Linked DNA regions of Mus musculus: region 1 is linked to region 2. The links are chromatin contacts, called in public HiChIP or PLAC-seq maps. All regions are on one chromosome and are shown on one strand. The core of a region is the stretch at or near the end of the contact, and the rest is flanking DNA. Distances in the headings are between cores, read along the strand shown.

What was found. HiChIP or PLAC-seq counts read pairs in DNA pulled down with a chosen protein or histone mark.
Region 1: a contact with region 2 is called in an H3K4me3 HiChIP or PLAC-seq map of bone marrow-derived macrophages, with 2.3 times the contacts expected there. The contact joins the enhancer-like site here to the promoter of Rpp25l in region 2. A contact is called at or near these places in 4 of 39 promoter capture datasets (the C10 cell line, the HPC-7 cell line, cranial neural crest and 1 more), 2 of 115 datasets of contacts at active chromatin or transcription factors (bone marrow-derived macrophages and microglia) and 1 of 9 other capture datasets (adipose tissue).

The regions. Positions count from the first base shown.
Region 1 is chr4:41,366,092-41,370,028 of GRCm38.p6, forward strand. It overlaps Ubap1 (ubiquitin-associated protein 1), which reads left to right. Exons shown (of 7, transcript NM_023305.3): 2 at 799-839. The coding sequence starts at 806. Among named protein-coding and RNA genes, the nearest start is that of Ubap1, 19 kb to the left of the region's middle. Within about 2 kb of position 2,195, at least 63 of the 459 cell types and tissues checked have an H3K27ac peak or open chromatin away from gene starts, as enhancers often do. A contact at or near this core is called in adipose tissue and bone marrow-derived macrophages, where this site is marked.
Region 2 is chr4:41,712,125-41,715,958 of GRCm38.p6, forward strand. Rpp25l (ribonuclease P/MRP 25 subunit-like) reads right to left here and starts at 1,393. Exons shown (of 2, transcript NM_027278.3): 1 at 1,337-1,393; 2 at 1-690. The coding sequence starts at 649. The coding sequence ends at 158. Dctn3 (dynactin 3) reads right to left here. Exons shown (of 7, transcript NM_016890.4): 6 at 3,272-3,331; 7 at 2,674-3,135. The coding sequence ends at 3,046.

The sequences.
Region 1 (3,937 bases), core at 945-3,444, 350 kb before region 2:
AGCTACTATCTCATGCTGTAAAAGGCAATAAGGTGTGCAGACCCTATTCCAGAGATTCTTCAGTCTCCACAGTTGGAGCCAGTCAGAGATCTACACTGGCTTACCTAAATTAAATAAAACAAGTTTCTTACTCAGTTACTGTATAAGTAACTTATGCAGGTGTTACACGTTTGCCATTTACATCAGGAAGATCAGCTTAGTGATAGTTTTCTTTTATGACAGAGTCATTGATTGGTGACTGCCAGTATGTTATTCCTCCACTATTTCCTCAGCCTTCGGGTTTAATAAATATTTAAATTTCCTTTTAGAATTTTTTGGTTTTGAGGTAGAGCTGTTCTGTTTAGGCTAGCCTGAAACTCCACTGTGTAGCCTAGGCTGGCCTCACGTTCTCTGTGGTCCCCTGCCCCTGTCCCCATTTACAGACCACATGTTTCCTCCAGAACCCTCAGCTCTAGGAGCTACAGAGGCTTGTCAGGTAAAGGTGCTGATGCCAGGCTAGAAGCCTTGGGTGTCATCCCTGGGGCTCACATGATGGAGGAGAACATGGGCTCCACAGAGTTGTTCTCTGACCTCCAGACAAGCACTGTGCAGGCAGCACATGGGGATGTAACACAGTAGGAAAATGTAAGTTTAAGAATAGTGAAGCTCTCCTCTATTGGGCCTCCTTTGGAGGACTTGGGAGTGAAGCGTGAAGACCGAGTCCTGGAACATTAGTGCTCTGCTGTTGTTGTTTGTTTTTGTCTCTTGTTTATACTGTTTCAAGACATAGTGCCTAAGAAACCTTCCCTTCTTTTTCAGGTTCTAAATGGCTTCTAAGAAGTTGGGGACAGATGTTCATGGTGAGTGGTGTTAAATATTAAGATTTAAGCTATGATTTGATCAGGGAATTTGAGTTAATTTAGTATTATGTTATTGTTTCTTTATACTGAGCAGCCTGAGTAATATAGAGTTGTACAAAACAGCATGTGCATCTCAGGGCCTGCAGTTGTTTAAAAGGATTGCTTCAAATGCCTGCTTACACTGTGGCCTTCAGAGCTACACATGGGCCTGCCTCTTGTGCTTCAGCGTTAGTCCTTTTTCTGTTCATGGTTGTAGCTTCTCCATCTGTTTGGATGGAGGTTCTAAGCCTTTAGTTAATGAGGTCTGTTTTGGTCCTGCATCACACGCATGCCCCCCCATTCCCCAAAAGCAGTTTGCTGTGTCAGTTGGAGCGTTATGAAGGTACAAGTAAGATTTAGAGTGTTACACAGGAGCTCATTGTTTTGTTTCTCTCATCTTCCCCCTTCTTCCTGTGTGTGTGTGTGTGTGTGTGTGTGTTTCTCTGGGTATTGGACCTAGGGTATTTTTTTTTTTAAATGTTTTATGGGGGCTGGAGAGATGGCTCAGTGGTTAAGAGTACTGGCTGCTCTTCAGGAGGTTCTGAGTTCAAATCCCAGCAACCATATGGAGGCTCACAACCATCTGTAAAGAGACCTGATTCCCTCTTCTGGTGTCTGAAGACAGCTACAGTGAACTTACATAAAATAAATAAAATAAATCTTTGCTACATTATCAAAATCCTGTCTCAAAAAAATCAAGATTATCCCCAAACTATTTTTTTTGGACACGTGATCTCTTTGGCTCCTGAGGGTTGGGACTAAAGGAATGTGCCCATCACTGAACTAAGTTTTATTATTTGCACTTGTAGAGAATTTAGACTCCTAAATAGTTAAGATTAGACCATTTTGTTCTTTAGTAGGCACTTACCCAGAAGAATCCAAGACTTCAGATTTTTTTTTTTCCTCCTAAGACAGGGTTTCTCTGTGCAGCCCTGGCTGTCCTGGAACTCGCTCTGTAGACCAGGCTGGCCTCGAACTCAGAAATCCGCCTGCCTCTGCCTCCCAAGTGCTGGGACTAAAGGCATGCGCCACCGCCACCACCACCCGGAGACTTCAGATTTTTGTACAACTGATTTTCCATTTTAAAAACTGCATTGGGGGCTGGGAGAGCTGGCTCAGCAGTTGAGATAATAAATTAGTCATTCAGAGGAGTTAGGTTTGGTTCCCATCAGCCACAACTGCCCCAGTTCCACCATCTCCAGGGGATCCATTGCCTCTGTCTCCTTTGACACCTCACTAATATGGCATACACATACAGGCATGGTTTTAGACACTGCACATCATTGTGGCAGTGGTCCACTAGGCTGCACGGCAGCTTGTGCTGCAGAGCTCTTCTGAGCTGGAGTCACTCAGCTGTGTCAGAATGACGCAGCAGTTGTTGCTTACAAACTTTGTGAAATATCTTTGAAAATTTATATTGCCACACATACACATGTAAGTTGCATAATACTGTGTTTGTTCATGTGGTGTTACATCACTCAAACTGTGCAGTTCACAGTCAGTAGCTCAGGTGGGAGATCTTCCAGATACACTATCCTACTGAATAATCATGAGAGGATGTTGTCTAGCATCAGTAATTGTAGAGGGACACACGTGACTTGTACACATCTTACTTTCGGTTACTTGTTCTCTTTTTTCTTTGTATTGGTGGTGGTGGTGTCATTGATGTTGAGACAAGGTCTTAGTATGTAGCCTTGGCTAGCCTGGAGTTTGCTGTGTAGACCAGGCTGGCTTGGAACTCACAGAGGCTACCTACCCCAGCTTCCTAAGGGCTGGGTTAAAGCTGTGTGCTACTACATCTCCTATTATTATTACTATTATTATAAATTATTTTTTGTATATGAGTACACTGTAGCTGTACAGATGGTTCCAAACCTTCATTTGGTTGTTGGGACTTGAATTTTTAGGACCTCTGGTTAGCTCTGGTTAACCCTACTCGCTCTGGTCAACTCTGCTCGCTCAGTCCCTGCTTGCTCTGACCCAAAGATTTATTTATTATTATACATAAGTACACTGTAGCTGACTTCTGATACACCAGAAGAAGGCGTCAGATCTCATTACATGTGGTTGCTGGGAATTGAACTCAGGACCTCTGGAAGAGCAGTCAGTGCTCTTATCCACTGAGTCATCTCGCCAGCCCCTATAATTAATATTGATATTATGATGTATGTGCCTGTGTGTGCATGCCCATGGCATGAGTGGAAGTCAGTGAACAACTTCTCTCTTTCACCACATGGATTTAGGAGATTGTGGTAGCAAGCACTTTTGTTTTGTTTTGTTTTGTTTTTCGAGACAGGGTTTCTCTGTATAGCCCTGGCTGTCCTGGAACTCACTTGGTAGACCAGTCTGGCCTTGAACTCAGAAATCCGCCTGCCTCTGCCTCCCAAGTGCTGGGATTAAAGGCGTGCGCCACCACACCCTGCATGGTAGCAAGCACTTTTACCCACCGAGCCATTTTCTCTGGCCCTAACCTAACATTTTAAGTCTGTCTGTCTGTCTGTCTCTTTGCCTGTTTCTTTGCCCCCTCCCCCCCCATTCTCTCTGTGTGTGTAGTCCAGTCAACATCAGATGTCCTCCTCTGTTGCTTACTGCCTACTTTTTTTTTTTTTTTTTTTTTTAACACAGGGTCTCTCACTAAGACTGAGAGTAGTGGATTTGGCTAGAGTTTCTGGCCAGTGAGACCTCAGGCTCCTCCTGTCCCTGCTCCCCAAGCACTGTTATTTTCATGTGTGCCAGTGTGCCTGTTTTTGTTTTTTGTTTTTTTTTCCGAGAACAGGGTTTCTCTGTGTAGCCCTGGCTGTCCTGGAACTCACTTTGTAGACCAGGCTGGCCTCGAACTCAGAAATGCACCTGCCTCTGCCTCCCAAGTGCTGGGATTACAGGTGTGCACCACCACGCCTGGCAGTGTTTGAATTTTAAGTGGGTCCTCGAGATTTAAGACAAGCTTTCAGCCTGCACATAGAGTGCTTTACTTACCAAGCCATCGCCGTAGTCCTTAAACAGTTTTCTAAAAATAATTTCTCAATATTGTTGTGAAGTGGTTGACATGCTGGATGAGG
Region 2 (3,834 bases), core at 143-2,642:
TAACTCAGCACTGACCCACGCCAGTCTTTTTAACAGTTCCACCCCACATTCCGGAGGGGAGGGGCAAGTTCGGTAGACTTAAGCCTTGCCGGCACAAGCTCTTCTTAGAGAAGGCACAGATATTCAGGTCTAGAGAACAGTCAGGCGCAGCAGATCTTCAGGACCGGGTGTCCCGAGCCCTCCTTCGGGGTCTGGGGCCACAGCTGGGACTAGGTATGGAACCCAGGCCAGGAGGTGCACCTGGGGGTTGGTAGCCACATTCACTGGGGTCCAAGGGGTCCCGACTAAGCAGTACCCACACCGCAGGCACGTGGCGTCGGACTGTGAGGGGGTCTAGTCCCGTGTCTGGTGAAGTTGGGACCCAGCTGTCCTCCGTTTGCAGGAAGCGGAGCTTGGTGAGCTGGTGTAGGCCCGGAACCCGCCTTTTGACAATCTCTGCACAGCTGACAGCCTTTCCAGCAGCCCGGCCAGAGCCTGAGAACACCACGTGCCTGGTGCTTCCCCCTTCCAAACGACCCAGCGCCAGCCCTAGCAGGTTTCGGATTTTGCTCCCATCTCGGACTCGCATTTCCAGAGTGTCAGGAGGTAGCTGGGGCATTGGTGATGAGGCTGGAAGCTCTACAGAGCCGGCCCTCCGGTACTGTTCCATTCTGCCCTCGCGACGTTGGTGGGTCTCTCTCTGGATATGCACTGCGGGTAAGAGTCAGATGAGTGGCGGGAACATGACCAGGTCCATCCTCCATCACTCCCTCCAGATTATCGCCTTGTTCCTCACCCCAGCGTCTCAAGGCTGGGGCCAAGAATTATCGAGTCCTTAGACCCCTTTCTAAATACATCCACGAGTTTCTAACACGGGCAAGACCAAATTCCCCCAAACCAGGCTCTCTGGTGGGTAGGCCTGTACTTCTTTATGATCTCAAGCTCCTGGGGGCTAGGTCCCAGACCCCTCGCCCACAACTTGCCAAGAACAGGCGGGCTCTCCTCACAAGGCTGCAAGGACTGGGACAAGGCTCCCTTACTTTGTGCTTCCAGAGACTCTTGGCTCCAAACTCCCTGGGGCACAGCCACGAGGCCTCACTCCCCAAGAAAGTACTCCCCAAAGAAAGAATCGACCCTGCCTACGAGCACGGGGTGCATGGGGGCAGAGAAGACCTCACCCCCACATTAATAGAGTAGGCTGGCTTGAACAGGGCCACTCGGGAACTCGACCGGAGAGCTGCTTCGGACCACTCGTGAGCGGTTGGCGGGCTCCCCAATCGTGGGCCGCTGTTTCAGGCAGCAGGCATTTCCCCTTTCCCCAGCTCTGAGTCCCCATCTCCTGGGATTTGGCTCTTACCACGGTCGCCAGTAGACGCTCGACCCTCACGGAGTAGCCAAGATGGCGCGCAGACCGGGAGCGCGCGGAGCCGCGGGGCCGCGCACGCAGGGGGCGGGGCCTGAGAGAAACCCGGGCTGCTGTTCGCCTGTGATGGTGGCATCTGGCCGGCCTCCAGCGGTCGGCGCGTTGATCCCGGAGCACCCCGCTACCTGCAGAGGGCCCACCCGGGAAAGGAACGGCTATCGGAGGAGTCTTGCGCCCGAAGAACGCAGATTTGTGCCTTTAAAAGATGGACGGCATGCGTCACCTGCTGACACACCGGAGCAGCGAAAGCGAAGCCCCTGGTGGATAAAAGCAGGTGAGACTCTTATTTACGGAGTCCTGAGCTTTCTTCTCATCCTGGGACACTGGACGACCCCGGCGGTTTTCAGGAGGATCTAAGCGAGTGCATAACTCATTGGCTGAGAGGATTGGTGTATAAGCTGGGTGGATCCGGTAGTCGGGGCAACAGCTACTGGTGACCCTGGAAGGGGCTGTACTCAACATCACCGTAGCGCTTCGGCCACGGGGGCGTGCCCACAGAGCCTAGTTCAGTATCCAGAGTAAAATAGGCCCTCCAATATTTGTCCGATGATATGCTAACCACAGAAACAGCAAGAATTGAGGATGGTAGAAACTTGATAGAAAACTTGGATGAAGTCGGGCAGTGGTGGCTCACGCCTTTAATCCCAGCACTTGGGAGGCAGAAGCAGGTGGATTTCTGAGTTCGAGGCCAGCCTGGTCTACAGAGTGAGTTCCAGGACAGCCAGGGCTACACAGAGAAACCCTGTCTCGAAAAGCTCAAAAAAAAAGAGAGAGAGAAAACTCTGATGAAGTTTTGGGGAAGAACGGGCGACTCTTCCGGTAGAATAGTCTAGGGTAAATGCTAGTTTCAGATCAGTTTGGACACGCTGCATTTGAGATGCTGACAACTCCACAGGTTGGGTGCCATACAGGCACTTGAAGGCGCCAAGGCACTCCCTCAGACCACAAGAGGGCAGCATACATTTGGTGGAGCGCGTTGCTTTATAGCTGTTTCTCCCTGCTTTCTCTCCCCCATTCCTAAAATTTCCTACATCCAAACCTCTTGGGCTCCTTCTCTGGCTACTGGTATAATGTAGACACAAGGCTGTGCTGCCTTGGTTCTGAACGTCCCTGCCTGCTCCTCCATGACCATCTGACATGTGGGCCCACCTGGTCTTCCCCAAACCCTGTGAGGTATAGGCGTCCCTCCTGTGCCCTCCTTACCATAGGATGATATTTAGAGGGTAATTGGCAAGTATGGGGTAAATAAATATACAATGCCCCACTGTATCAGTCAAATGATGTAAGAACTCTTTATCTCTCCGCAAACCAGATCAGGAGTATAGCTCCTGGCCCCACCCCAAGGGGTTGACAGCTCTCCCCTTCACCTCCCAAATCCTCACAGCTGAGCCCGTCTTACATCAGCAGGCCAACAGGCTCCTTTAGTGGTCGTTCAAGTTTATTGTCACTGGAATAAATACATTGACAGGGAGTACAGATCATGACTCTAAGGTCAACCTGACCCTGACCTCAGAGCCGCCAGTCGAACACAGACAGGTAGTATCTGAATTCAGAGATGAAGCTGTCTCTGCCTTATAGAGACAGGTTGGTGCGAGGCCCTCGAGCCGCCTGCCTTCCCCTGGTGGGGACGTGGGGAGTGGCTGTCATTCCTCTGCTGGCTTCACTTGCTTGGCAGCCTCTAGCTGGCAGAGTAACTCATCCCACTGCACAAACTGCTTGGAGAGAAGCATTGTCTGGCGACAGGTCAAGGTGACAACAGGGGTTTGAATGACTTTGCATGTGCCCAAAGGGGTGAGGGGGAGAAGAGACTGGGATGAGAGTGTAGGAGGGAGGAGATACCCATTAAGGAGCACGAAGCACAAAGGATACAGTCTTGTTATACCCTTCCAGGAGAGCCTTAGACTCTTCAGTGATCGCCACACACTGGTCCTGTAGGCCAACGTATAGCTGAGGAGTATAGCCACGCCCCACCAAACTTCCTGCCTCATTATTCCCTCTAAACCTACAAGACATGGTGCTTGAATAACCTCCAGTATGAGGAGCAAACTACAAAACAGGCACTCTCCATCCTAGGCCCGATCCTGAAACAGCCGCCCACAGACTGACAAGAGCGGTTGCTTTCACTCATTAACACACCTCTCCTCTTCTGTCCCTAGTTTTCCTTTAAGGCTTTATTTATTTTTATTTTATGTGTATGGGTATTTTGCCTGTATGTGGGCGCACCATGTATATGTGGTACCCAAAGATGCCAGAAGAGGGCATCAGATCCTCTGGAATTGGAGGTACAGAGGTTGGTTGTTAGTGGCCATGTGAGTGTTGGGGACTCACATACCCTCAGCAAAGAGCAGGTAACCTTAGGGGCTGAGCCGTCTCTCCAGCACTTCAGTCTCTATTTCTAAACAGTCTTTGAGCTTGAGAAAAGGTGTTTCACC